4 separate regions of the Mus musculus genome follow, and all the other regions are linked to region 1. A link is a contact called in public ChIA-PET and HiChIP or PLAC-seq data. All regions are on one chromosome and are shown on one strand. The core of a region is the stretch at or near the end of the contact, and the rest is flanking DNA. Distances in the headings are between cores, read along the strand shown. Region 1 holds the start of Fam133b (family with sequence similarity 133, member B). Region 2 holds the start of Mterf1a (mitochondrial transcription termination factor 1a). Region 3 holds the start of Krit1 (KRIT1, ankyrin repeat containing). Region 4 has its middle 23 kb from the start of Gm36548.

Region 1 (3,048 bases), core at 471-2,970:
CACCAATGTAAGAAAAAGAACTGGATTGCCTCTCAATTTCTGGAGAACAACAACAAACGTCAGAACAGGTAGTATTTTCAGAGGCAGACACTCAAACTCTAGTCCTGGAAAACTATGGAGCTAGTAAAGAGAACAGTGATTGTGGTGGATTGAGGAGCAGGTGTGACTGAAGCAAAGTCTTTCAAAGTGGTGGCAATGCATCATAGTGGCTGATGTCATTAGTAACGTGTCTAAAGACACACTATGCACAGTATCATAGGATTATGTGATTCCTGAAAGATAACTGCACGTTCACCTGTATCTCTACGGTGGGGGATGTTGATGATGGAGAAGCTGTCTATGTGTGGGACCAGGATGTATAGGATAGCTGTGGTTTAAAAGTCCTGTTAAAAAGTGAGACTTTGGGGCTGGTGGTGGTGTGGGGGGCTGGGGGAGATATCAAGATCCATGAGGACTGAACCAAGTAGCAAATGATACAAGTTCTGGTCACAGTTTAAGCATCCTTACCCTGCCCTAAGTATTAGTTCTCCATTACATCTCCAACACCTCCCACCTTTTGATGTAATGTTTTCAGTCTTAGAATCTTTTAAGTGCAAACAAAATGCTACTAGAACATATTGTGCGATGACAACAGAACAGAACAGTACAGAGCTGTCAACACCCTCCAGTAAACGAGACTAATTTCATAGGTTTTGAAAATGCCTTAAGGAATGTGTAAATAAAAATTTCCAGTAAAATGAAAGTCTGGATTTCAGTAAGAAACTGTAATAATGTCTGTAAGCAAGCCTATAATCTTTAAAACAACGATAGCATCATTAATAACAACAAAACAAAACAGAAAAATCTCCAGGAATCAGGTGAGATGTGTCTGAGGACATTAATAGTCCAAGCACTATGTCGAACTCTGGATGCCCACACACATAGACCATTTCAACTGGTCTATTCTATTCTATTCATCTCAACTCCATTCATTCTACGGTCTCGTCCTGAAGCCAGGAGGAAAGTACATTCCTGCACAGTGCGAGCAAGGTTAGTGGCCACCGAGCTTCCACGACAGAACCACAAGAAACTAAAACGGACGTTTTTTGTTGTTGTTGTTGTTGTTTTTTGTTTTGTTGTTGTTGTTGTTTTTAAGACAGAGCGGGGAACACTGTCATTTCCCGGGCAGCTCTTTAGGTACCCACTCGCGTTCGCTTGGGCAGTTGCCTTTGTGGTCAAGCGGTGACTAAGGAGGACTCCCATTCCCACAGGTAGAAACTTGGGTTCAGAAGTCACTAACTTCCGAGGGCACTGGAGTCTAGAGTACCCCAAAGCCCTCATCCCTGTCCCCCACCCCCATCCCCGTGGTCCCGCTGCGCTGGGTCTGGGCCTCTCGGCACCGGCGGCTCCGGCTCACAGCCCTTACCGCTGCGGGGCGACAGGCCCCAGGGTCGGCCGAGCAGGACGCTGAGGACCGGCAAGGCGCACGCGCATCGCACGGCGCGGGGTCTCGGGGCCCCAAGTGCGACGCGGCCGCCAGCCCCGCCGCGACGGGCGACGGCTTCCGCTCGTTCGCCTGCCGCCCGGCCCCGCCTCACTGCTCCGTTTTCCCCGCCGAATACTCACCACGCGATTATCCCGTTTCCCCATGGTGGCCGGCTGAAGGCGCGGGAAGCCGCCGAGGGAGCAGGCCCGAGAAGAAGCCGAAGCGGCCCGCCGCGAGTCCTCTTACCACCTCTATGCCCCGCCCAGAGAGCGGCGCCCCGCCAATCCGGGGAGACCGTATGCGCCACGGCGCCCCCTGGTGGTGCGGAGGACAGCCCGGCGCTAGCGACCGCCTGCGGTTCCCAGGAGCTGCAGCAGGATTCCTGTGACCCACTTAACCATTCCTGAGCAGGACCCACTCTGTAGTCAAATCGGTAACTCAGTTCCTGGGTATCCAATGCCCTCTTCTGACCTTTGTGGGTACCAGGCACACGCACTGCACACCTGTAGGCAAACACATAAAGTAAGTCTAATGGAAAAAATTGTCATAAAACTTAAAAAAATGAGTCTGGGACCAGTCAAATATAGTTAAGACATAATCCTTATCTTTAAGGGGTGTGTTTATTAACTCATAGGGGGAGATAAACACACACAGGTTAGACTTTACTGCTTTGGTGCTATGGGATTATCTGGATTGGACTTAAACTTCAGAAGTGGTCTAGACTCTAGAGACTAATTAATACACCATATTCTCTGACTATTCACAGGCTTAGAAAAAGTGACTTATGGATTCATGTCAACATGAATGCATCAGGAATAAAATCGATCAGAATCCTTTCTGAAATTTTAGAAAATGGAAATATGGGACTTTCATTATACTGAAGAAAATCCTTTAGCCTTTCCCCAGACCTCATGGATATGAGGTGAGGGGTGGGTGGGTAGACATCATGAGTTTGAGGCTATTTTGAGCAACAAAGTAAGTCCAAGTCTGATCTGGGTAACTTAGACATTGTGTAAAGTAAAATTCAAAGGGAAAAAGGCTGGTATATGCTGCAGGATATGTGATCACACTGTGAAACCTGAGATTGTATTATTTACTAAAAAACAGTTGTTTCTAGTTGTGGTATGACTCAGCACTTAGAACACAGTTTTAATCCCAAACAGTGAAGGTAAAGTTAGTTTGTAGAAGGAAGCACCCATATTTGAAAGTTATGTGTAATTGAGTGGCAGACAAAGTGATGAATCAGAGAACAACCTGACAAAATAGACTATATAGAATATGCCCAACTGTCAGGAGAGAGGCAGTGAAGCCACTTAGGAGAGCAGTGCAGAGAGAAAGCGAGGAGAGAGGCAGTTTTACTGAGATGGGTTGAAAAGAGAACAAGCTAGACACGGGTGAAGACAGAATGAGTCAGAGAGTGAGAAGGAGCCAGAAGATTAGAACAGGTTGCCAGAGTTAACTCGGGGCCAATCAGAGCAATTCAGTCAGAAAGTGAGAGAAGCCAGTTAGAACCAGTCAGCTTGGAGAGGAATTTGAGCCAGAACAGCTGAATTGAACCAGCCAGTCAGAGTTCAGAAAGAACA
Region 2 (3,191 bases), core at 263-2,762, 350 kb before region 1:
AACATGAGTGCTTCCTTCTACAAACTAACTTTACTTTCATTCTTTGGGATTAATGGTCTATAATAAGGGCATGTTTGTATTCCAGCTAGAGGGATTAACAGTATGTGCTAAGGGCATGCCTGTATTCTGGCTAGAGTAGACATGTTGTTAAATTAAAATCCTTCTACACACCTTGAGTGTAATTACAGGAAGATGTAAGATTTGTATAATTGAAAAAGAGGTAGCAAGAACATTTGTTTATTGAATCCTGGTGCCAATTGATGGTGGTATTTTATGTGTGGGTTCTCTTAGAGGAATGGAGGGCTAATTTCTTCTCACTCTAATTAGGTTTGTTGAGACTTAGACATTAGTGGTAAAGTAAGGGTCTGTGAACTTCTCAAGGAAAATCTAGTGAGGCAGACAGAAAGGGCACAATAATCAATATTACTAATTATATCATTATTATTAGTCTTTGGTTGTAAGAGGCCAGGGGCAATTCTGAAGATAGCATAGACATGGCATTTGAACTACACATTGAGTCTAATTCCCAAGGATTTTAAGTCTAATTTTAGGGAGGGGTTCATCTTGACTTCCCTACTCTCCTCCTTCCAAGTGAAGTCATTTAAAGTCTCAAGCATCATTACATGTCACCATCCTTTCAAAAAACAAATGGTGTTTGCATAGCAACACAACTTTCATACAAAGTTGTCTTGAAAGAAAGAAAGAAAGAAAGACCCTTAAGGAAGATGAGAACCCCAAATCAGCCTCTTGAGAAACATCATCTACCACACTGCTCTTAGTTCTCTTTACCTCTTCTTTGCCCCTCATCTTTCTCTCCCTGCCCTTGGTCTTCCCAACCTCTCCAATATCTCAGCTGCACCTTTTCCTCATTGATATCACTTTCAAGAGGACTAAAGCCATCTCCTGGTGTTCATAAATGAAAATCCATGGGGCAGGCTGAGGAGAGAATATTCAGGCAGAAGCGAGACCATGGGAGTTACGGTCCAGAAGGCAGAGGTTGTCTTGCTTTCCGCAATACTGGTGAAGGTAAGCCACACGTGCACCATAAATAGCTACTGAGTAATCCCAGGCAAGGAATAAGCTGTGATCAGTAGTTTCACTTTCTGGGTAAACTGATTATTAATAATTTAAATTCCCAAATAGAAATCTTTATTCTTACAAACACCAAACCAAACAGAAAAATGCAAAAGAATTTGGGGGAAATAAAAACCAACCAACCTACCAAACAAACAAACAAAAACCCCCAAGGTCTATAAAGCAACCTAAAAGAAAGAGATCAAACTGAACCTGTTCTTTGGTACAGGCAGAATCTCAGCCCCAGCCAGAGGGAAGCCTTGGCGCCGCCCTGTGGTCTCGAACCAGCCCAGAGCCCAGAGTCCCCGCAGCCACAGTCTCAGCCGCCCCCTGCTGGGCTCCCGCGGTCAGGCGGCCGAGGATTTAGGCACAGCGCGCCGGGCTAGTGACGTCACCTCTGCGCCAGGCCGAGGCCGGAAGTCAGCCGTTACTTCCGCACTCCGCTCCCTCCCGGGCGTCCAGAGGCGGAAGTGAAAGGTGTCTACCGGGAGCGTTGGTAGGAGCGCGGATGCAGTGTGCGGGCTGGGGCTGGGGAGCTGCTGGAGCCTTTGCGAGCGGCTTGCGAGTCTCTGCTAGACAGGGCGATGAATGGCTAAAGGCCATTGCAGAACTGCCCGAGGGAAGGCGAGCCTTCGATGTGGGATTACGGCGGTTCTGAGTTTAGACTCATCAAGCCCTCCACACTTCGTACAGCAAAGAGCTCGGCATTGGCTCGGAATTTGTAACTTTAGGGACAGTGCCCACCCTTAGGTTGTTGTATATATAGGGCATTACGAAATAATGTATGTGTAACGTGGGGTTCTGGTATTAAAGTGCGTTTGCGATTCCGCTACCTTCCCCCCATGCGTTGCCGTTTTCTTTTTATTATGACTGAGAAATGTTTAGTTTGCGAGAGGTTGTGCATCTCACAAAAATGATTTGAAGGTGTCTAGCCTGGATCTCTTTATTCTCTACTACATTGGTTGTATTTTTGCCTTTTTCTTTTTCGGATTGGCGGTGTGGTGGTAGAAACATCTGGCCCTTACCTTTTCTGGAAATATCCAAAGTCTCTCATCTTAACGACAAATCCGATGCTGAAGTGTAGTTCTAAAACAAACAAACAAACAAACAAACAAACCAACAAACACTCTCCACTTAAATGCTGCTTCAAAAAATTAGCTGATTGTGGTACCCCAATGCGAATGATTATCAGTTTTCTTTAAAAGCCTGTGAGCTTTCCAACTGTGGGACAGAATAGGACGTATATCTTCCTCCTTGGACCTCACTCATTACAATCATGGAGATTTTTGTGATATTTGCTAAATTTAACATTCCTTTTAGAATGTTGTTTATTTTTAGAGTAAGACTGGAGTCAATTCAATATCTACCTTTGTTTTTTAAATTGCATTATGCTGTATAGTTTCCCGGCTGAACAATCTGTTTTTAAATGAAGAGTGTGTTTATACAAGGCCTTGCAATACAACTAGGATTCAAGAAAATGACCCTTTCTGAAAGAAAAGGCAGTTTAACAATATGTGAGACTTTAAAAAGGTGTGTGTGAGTACAGGCACGTGCACTTGCTGGTGAGTCTGATATAAATGTAGTTAGTACTGGTAGGAGGAAGGGGTGACCAAGAAGGTGATGGGAATATGAGAATAATGAAGACAAACAATAGGACATGCTTCTAATGGAGAATTTAGGTTTATATAAAAGTTATATATGTATATGCATGTGTATGTGACAGGAAAGCAAGGTCAGCTTTGATATGTTTAATGAACCCTTCAGCTAGTGTTCTTGGCAAACTCTTGTCCCAGGTTTAAAACCTAACAACTTTGAACTAGAAAATTAATTCCTCCTTCTTCTTTCTGGGGTTGGGGAATTGAACTCAAGTCCTCATGCGTGCTATGGACGTATGCTGTACCACTGACCTACCTCTGATTTACACCACATTCCCTCAACTATATCATTTTGAAGATGGAAAAGAGTGTAGAATTATTGCATTGTAACCAAGCAAACAATTTGGTAAACTGAGGTAGAGATTGATGTTGATAGGTGTTGTCCAGAGATTTGTGTAAGCATATACATATATATGCTTATATATAATATATAATGTTTATATATAACATATGTTATATAAT
Region 3 (3,351 bases), core at 614-3,113, 260 kb before region 1:
AGCTGGAAGAGGCAGCCTAGTTAGGGGGAAGGGTCCCAAAGCCAGGCAACAGAGACAGGGACAGCCGAAACTAAAGGTCTTTCCTTGAAGACGTTTGAATGAAACATTAGGATGAAGACATTTCATCTTGTTTAAAGTTTTGAGGATAGTTCATGGAATTTTTTTTTAGATAAAAAAATTTTAATAAGAACATTCTAAAAATCCACTACATGCAAAAGAGCTGCCTATAGAAAAAAAAAGGCTTTTCTTAAAACTTCCTGTTTAGCAACTGCTTTTCATCTCAGATTAACACCGACTAAAACATAATAAACTATAAACAAGATATATACATATGTATGAAAGCCTTAAAAACTGCAAACCTCTTAAAAAGACACTGTATTATAGACACTGTACAAAGAACATGGCAACTATAGAAAATGATGCTTTCTATAAAGTACCTAAAGGAGAAACTAAGTAGTTAACTTTCTGCACAGAATTTAAAGTAAACCAATTCTTATCTCAATCAATTCATAAGAAAACGTCTATTAGCAAAGTGTTTCATTTGTGAATACTCATTATATATTTTAAATACTCATATTTTAAATATATAAAACAAACTTACTGCTAGCAACATATTCGCAAAAATTCTTTTTTTTTTTATTTTAAGTTTATTTTTAAAAAAGTATTTGTACTGGAGCACTTAAAATAGTCTTCCAATGACATAAAAGGAAACAAAGGTTGAAGCCAGGAAAACAACAAAAGCTACCAGCGATGAAGGTGAAGCTGGTGCAACTGAAACCGACAGGAAGAGAGAACTAGTCAAAAGAATAAAAATAAATAAAGCCATTGCTAATATGCTATATGGCTCACTGCACTGGAGAAATGCTCAGGCATGAATGATATGCTGCCTAAAAAATGAGGACTTATGTAAGTGGAGATGGTTCATAACTTGGAGGGCTGTCTGCGATTTTTTTAAAAAATATGCAGGGATATTGTTGATTTTCATTATGATTGACAAAGGAGAGGCATACAATTTTCACTTAGTGCCCACAGCAGGGGTAATTACTCCTTTGTGGGTCAGTGAGTTTGTTTACAATAAAGACACGCTAAGTTCCCTGAGAGAGCAGGACAGGAATGGAGCTGAAATCTTGAGGTCGGCCAACCACATCAAGGCTTCTGGTGAAGTTACAAAGACCGAGGGGAGGAGAGAGCAGAGAGTGCAAGCCAAAAGGAGACATAAAGGAAGAACTCGGATAGATGGGAGAAGACAGCTACAATCGATAAGCTGTCACTGTCCTGGCAATGACAACACTGCCTGGGAAGTCTTTCCCTTGGCACCACCCACCAGTGCTCCCCTACCGGGAAAAATGCAAAGCTGCTTTTGCTCCAAAAGTTCCCACCCAAGAGACGCCGGTGACTTTTCGGTACCGGCGTGTAAGAAACAACACGCCTTGATGCAGAGCCTCGTGGGCGAGCTTCGGTGCTCCTGCCGTTGGCTCCAGCCGGCGTCTGGCTCTTCTTGCCTTGCTTTCCTTGTTTCCGCCAAGGAAACGGGAAAGACTCACCCGGGCGGGCGGCGGATCCTCTCCCGAGCCGCTACATCCAAGTCAGTGGGTGGGGCGGCAGTCGAAGGATGGCGGAGCCAGCCCGTCACCGTTTTCTCATTCCTTCTGCCTATCTAGGAGGCCCACCCCAACTTCCTGTGGCAGGAAGCCCCTGGATTGTCACCAAAAGCCGCCCCGCGAGTTCGGGTCTCAGGGCACCTGTTCCCCACCGTCCTTCCTCTCCCTCGGCTCCAGGAACCCTTCAGCCTCTCCACCAGCTTCGGGCTCCCAAAGGCCTCAGCTCGCCATCCCACCGCTACCGGCGCCGGGCAATAACTTCCGGGGTTACGCCCCCAAGGCCGCTTCAGGTTTGCGGCTGAAAAAGCTTCCGGGTCGGCCCGCGGGGAGCCGCCGTTCGTGCCGGTCCGTGCCACTTCGCGCGGCGGCCGCAGCTGTCTGGGAGCGGGCGACCGTGAGCTCGCGGGGTTTGGCGGCAGCCGAGCCCGACGCTAGCTATAGCAAGGACGGGGGTCGGGGAAGGGAGGTCGGCCTCCGCGGCTGCGTGCGCACGCGGCACGACCATGCGCTGGACTTGAGCGAGCGGCGGAGGCAGGCGCCACCGCCCCCCTCCTCCATAGCCTGAGAGCGGCGGCGCGCAGCGGGAGAAGATGGGGGGCGCCCGCCCAGTGTGAGCTCGCCGGGCGCGTCGGGCTCGCGCAGCGCTTCCCGCGGGCCTCCAGCGCGCATCCTCCGGCTCCCGCAGCCGCCGCCGCCGGCGGGTGGGTGGGGCGCCGAGTGGACCCGAGAGGTCACCCGCTCGGCGCGAGAGCCAGGTGGCCGCGACAGAGGAAGACCTGCAGATCTGGGGGGAATCGACGCGAGCCCGGTCCCGGCCGGGAGAAGTAACCGTAAGTTTCTGCTTCGCGGCTCGGCTCTGGCCGAGGCAGTCTCGAGCCTGCCTAGTTCACGCCCTTCCGCGTCTCTTGCGAGGGTTGCCCTGTCACCCCTTCTCTCCCCGTCCCCGAAGGAGCACAGCATCCTGTCTGCCCTACGGGGTTTCTCGCGCTCGCGAATTTGCAAGCCTCCCGGTTTCCGCGGCGCGTCCCATCCTCCACACACGTCTACATAGCCTTGTCCCTCTGTCCTCAAAAGATTCGTGCCCTCCTTCATTTTCTGTAGAACCCCGGACCTCACAGTCTCCGCAACCCTTGTTGGGACCTGGAAAGCCTTGGATTCCACTAACTCCGTGGACCTGAAATAGTGAGGAGCGACTAGGTTAAAAGTGCTCTGTAGGACTGTCATGGGTGGGGATAGGTGCAGATGGCACCACTGAACCTTTATTTGTGTTGCTTTTGCCACCCAAACAAAAGAATGAACGCTCCTCTGTACCCTCATTCCTCTACGTATGTGTGAACTGTTCGTACATTGATGTTTGAGTCGGAGGTAATTGAAGCTACAGCTGTAATGAAGCAGGTCTTGAAGAGTTTTTATTCTCACAAGCGTCATTCTTATGGAACGGCATGTTGAAAAATCTTTGGATTGAAAGACCCATTCAGGTTTACTAGTAAATGTGAAGACCAAATGTGAAAACATCTGGAGTTTTAGATAGTGTACTTTGGATGCTGTTAATTTCTTACTGTTTTGATTACTGTTTGACTAGGCTGTTTCTCGTTAAATTTTAGTTTGCATTTTTAGGTTGCTTTTGCAGAACTTTCCAGAAATTAGATTAAAATATAATTTTAATACTGTCAGTGATTAGACAGCTGTCAATGCATTAACTACTTTTTAAGGTACTATTAGAAAGCAAATGATAATTCTAAAAATAATG
Region 4 (3,058 bases), core at 286-2,785, 300 kb after region 1:
AGAAAGCTACATGTTAGGGTTCAATCCATTGCAGGGACACCATACCAGGCCACCCCATGAAGCTCTGAGGATAAAGCCTACATTTGAATAGAGACCTTGGGATGGTTGAGATGTCAGAACTGTGGCATGTCTAACACGGAAAGCTGTAGGCACAGTGGTGCCAATCAGAGAGAGAAGCTAAATGTGCTGCAGGCCGCAGAGCTGGGGAGGCAGGGCTGTAGATGAGGTCTCCAGAGGCTCCAGATACTGGACATGTTGGTGCAGGGGTTGATGGTTTCTCTGCCTGGGTTCAGATCTGATCTTGGTTGGGGCTTTCCTTGTTGCCCTGAATGTGGGTAGCACCATTCCATGAGCTAACAGAATGAAAGGAAAACAACATTACAGAAAGCTAAAGACCCCATCCCTCCCTCTGCATCCATAGTTACTAGCTCCTCCCACTACACATCTTTCTTGCCATAATAAAGTCTACTCCTTGAACTACGAGTCTTGAATTGATTCCACTAGGAATTTGTTATAACAATAAGTAACTAGTGCAAATATTCTCTTCTCTATTATAACGCAGCAAGGAATTTCTCACCAGATGCTAAACAGATGCTGGCCCTGAGTTCTCAGATGCCCACCCCGAAACAAACCTCTACTAAACAATAGAGTTACCTGGTCTAAAGTATTTTAGTATAGTGACAGAACACAGAAGAAGACAAATCTTAAGTGAATGATATCACGTTAAATGGGGAAAAAAGCAGAAAATACATATGCAATACAATATGATCCTAATTGTGGCAACTTTCTCTTTTCCATTTCATGGTTGAAAGGAAATAATAAAAAATATTAACATTTGGTTGTGTCTGTTTGACAGAATGACACATGATTTTCATTTATTTCTTAGGCTTTTGGAGCTTCTCTAAAATTAAGCAACCATTACTTCCAAAATCACACACACACACACACACACACACTAAATGTTCTTTTAATAAACCCACTCAAGGGAATTTAATGACAAAAATATTTTTAGAAAATATATCAATCTAATTAAGGCACAAAACCTCTTTCTCCGTGGTTTGTGCTCAGTAACATGGCTCACAGTAATTTTCAAGGTTTTGAGTGTGGAATGATGGGAGTGGCTGGGGAGAGAGACCATCCCTCCACTCTTAGCCTGCCACCATGTGACACATAGCCCAGAAATGCCTACTTATAATAACTCATTTGGGGCCTCAGGAGTTCTGGTATCACTTCCCTTTTGGCAGTCTTGATATAATAAGACCAAAAGCAAGTACAGTAAATTTCCTGGGACTCCTTGCCAAATTCTGCCAGGAGATGTTCATCGAAGATTTTTTTCTGATTAGAAAAGGATTTCCTGTGACATGTAGATAATTCCCCAGGCTTCTGTCTGATCAGGGCTGAGCCGTATGCATGCTTTCTTCTTAAAAGAAAAAAAAAAGTAAAAAGAAGAAAAAAAAAGAGAGAAGGAAAACTATGTAAGGTAGGCCAGTGGAGTTACACAAATGACTCTGCTGCTTGTCAGTGTGGGACTTTAAGTGAGCAGTGCACTCACACATACATGTGCTCCTGAAGCTATGCCTTCCAACCGTCCTCAAGATGCTGAGGAACATTTGTCCTGAGTCTTGTGTCATGACTTTATTCCTGTGTGAAGACAGACAGTGACTAGTTGTCAACTGAAGGGAAGTATAATTGGCAAGAGAGTGTGTAACTAGAGCTTTGCCAGGGGTTTGAGCCTTAATTTTATAGCCTGTTCTAGTAACATTCAAAATAAAATAGATTGTAAACTTTTCTTTGAAAATCATTGGTTGGCTTATAATATTTTAACTCTCTCTCGTTCTCTCTCTCTCTCTGTGTGTGTGTGTGTGTGTGTGTGTGTGTGTGTGTGCATGAATGCATGTGTGCATGCACATGTGTGTGGAGGCCAGAGGTTATCATTGGGTATTTTTCTCAGTAGATTTTCATATTAGTTTTTTGAAACAGGGCCTCAGAACTTACTGCTACGGCTACATTAATGGACCATTGAGCCCAAGGGTCTTCCAGTATCTGCCTCTGCCTCTCCAGAGCTGGGATTACAGACCCAAACTATCATATTGGTTTGTGTCCATGAGTACTAGAGAGCTGAACTGAAGTCTTCATGCTTGCTCACCAAGCTCTTCACTAACTTAATATCTCTGCAGACCCAGTTTTTAACTCTTAAATTCCCTTCCTGTAAATTATTTATTGGCTTATAAGGAAATCTTTACAACATGTTTTTCATAGCTCCTCAGCCTTCTAGACCCTTTCTTCAGTCCCTTTTGGCCCCTCAGCGGGAGCATCAGGATACAGAGTTTATTATCACTAGGCAGGAGAAATGGAACTCCAGCCCCCGTTGCTTAGCTATAGTCAGGGCTGGTGTGTAGGCTATGGAATAAAAGAGTCCTCTATCTGGAAACTTGCAAGCACCACAGGTGAGAATTCCAGGAAATTTCTGCCTTATAAACAATTTCTTATGTGCAGATTAATTTTTAGAATGCAATGATGGTAGAACTCAAAGCATTTAAGGCTAAAAAAAGTTTCACTGAGCTCACTTGGGCATTGAAAGTTTTTGAAATGTGTCACATGTATACACACACACATATACACACATATATATATTTATATTGTATAATTAGGTCTGGCATTGTGGCACACACATTTAGTCCCAGCAACCAGGCATCAGAAGTAAGTGGATCTCTGAATTAAAGGTCATCCTTATCCATGAGAGATGTAGGCCAATCAGGGCTGTAAATTTAACTTTTATTTACCTAATGTAATTCTTGTCTTGCTGCTGAATAAGCCCACCCTTTCTAGTTCTTTCTGAACTCTGGCCGGCTGGTTCAACTCAGCTGTTATGGCCCAGACTTCTCTCCAAGATGACTTTGTCAAACTGGCTTCTCTGGGCTTCTCACTGAATTGGTCTGCTTGGAAAAACTGTCTCTGAATTCCACAAACTGTACTGCACTAACTGCATTAAAGTGAACTGCACCAAACTGCACTGCATTGAACTCAATTGAAATGCACCCCCTGAACTGCCCTCCCC

Evidence for each region. ChIA-PET counts read pairs in DNA pulled down with a chosen protein or histone mark. HiChIP or PLAC-seq counts read pairs in DNA pulled down with a chosen protein or histone mark.
Region 2: an RNA polymerase II ChIA-PET map of memory CD8 T cells shows a contact between it and region 1, with 5 read pairs. The contact joins the promoter of Mterf1a here to the promoter of Fam133b in region 1. A contact is called at or near these places in 2 of 484 Hi-C or Micro-C datasets (CD4 T cells and pre-B cells) and 2 of 115 datasets of contacts at active chromatin or transcription factors (embryonic stem cells and memory CD8 T cells).
Region 3: an H3K4me3 HiChIP or PLAC-seq map of bone marrow-derived macrophages shows a contact between it and region 1, with 4 times the contacts expected there. The contact joins the promoter of Krit1 here to the promoter of Fam133b in region 1. A contact is called at or near these places in 3 of 39 promoter capture datasets (embryonic stem cells, liver and pre-B cells), 4 of 484 Hi-C or Micro-C datasets (CD4 T cells, LSK cells, embryonic stem cells and 1 more), 2 of 115 datasets of contacts at active chromatin or transcription factors (bone marrow-derived macrophages and memory CD8 T cells) and 2 of 9 other capture datasets (adipose tissue and liver).
Region 4: a contact with region 1 is called in an H3K4me3 HiChIP or PLAC-seq map of bone marrow-derived macrophages, with 4 times the contacts expected there. The contact joins the enhancer-like site here to the promoter of Fam133b in region 1. A contact is called at or near these places in 2 of 39 promoter capture datasets (embryonic stem cells and macrophages), 2 of 484 Hi-C or Micro-C datasets (bone marrow-derived macrophages and muscle stem cells), 1 of 115 datasets of contacts at active chromatin or transcription factors (bone marrow-derived macrophages) and 1 of 9 other capture datasets (macrophages).

What each region holds. Positions count from the first base shown.
Region 1 is chr5:3,542,505-3,545,552 of GRCm38.p6, reverse strand. Fam133b (family with sequence similarity 133, member B) reads right to left here and starts at 1,720. Exons shown (of 11, transcript NM_001042501.1): 1 at 1,606-1,720. The coding sequence starts at 1,629.
Region 2 is chr5:3,892,254-3,895,444 of GRCm38.p6, reverse strand. Mterf1a (mitochondrial transcription termination factor 1a) reads left to right here and starts at 1,512. Exons shown (of 2, transcript NM_001013023.2): 1 at 1,512-1,570.
Region 3 is chr5:3,801,677-3,805,027 of GRCm38.p6, reverse strand. Krit1 (KRIT1, ankyrin repeat containing) reads right to left here and starts at 1,863. Exons shown (of 17, transcript NM_030675.3): 1 at 1,545-1,863. Ankib1 (ankyrin repeat and IBR domain containing 1) reads left to right here and starts at 1,904. Exons shown (of 20, transcript NM_001289527.1): 1 at 1,904-2,431.
Region 4 is chr5:3,245,663-3,248,720 of GRCm38.p6, reverse strand. No RefSeq gene overlaps it. Among named protein-coding and RNA genes, the nearest start is that of Gm36548, 23 kb to the left of the region's middle. Within about 2 kb of position 1,535, at least 17 of the 459 cell types and tissues checked have an H3K27ac peak or open chromatin away from gene starts, as enhancers often do. A contact at or near this core is called in bone marrow-derived macrophages and muscle stem cells, where this site is marked.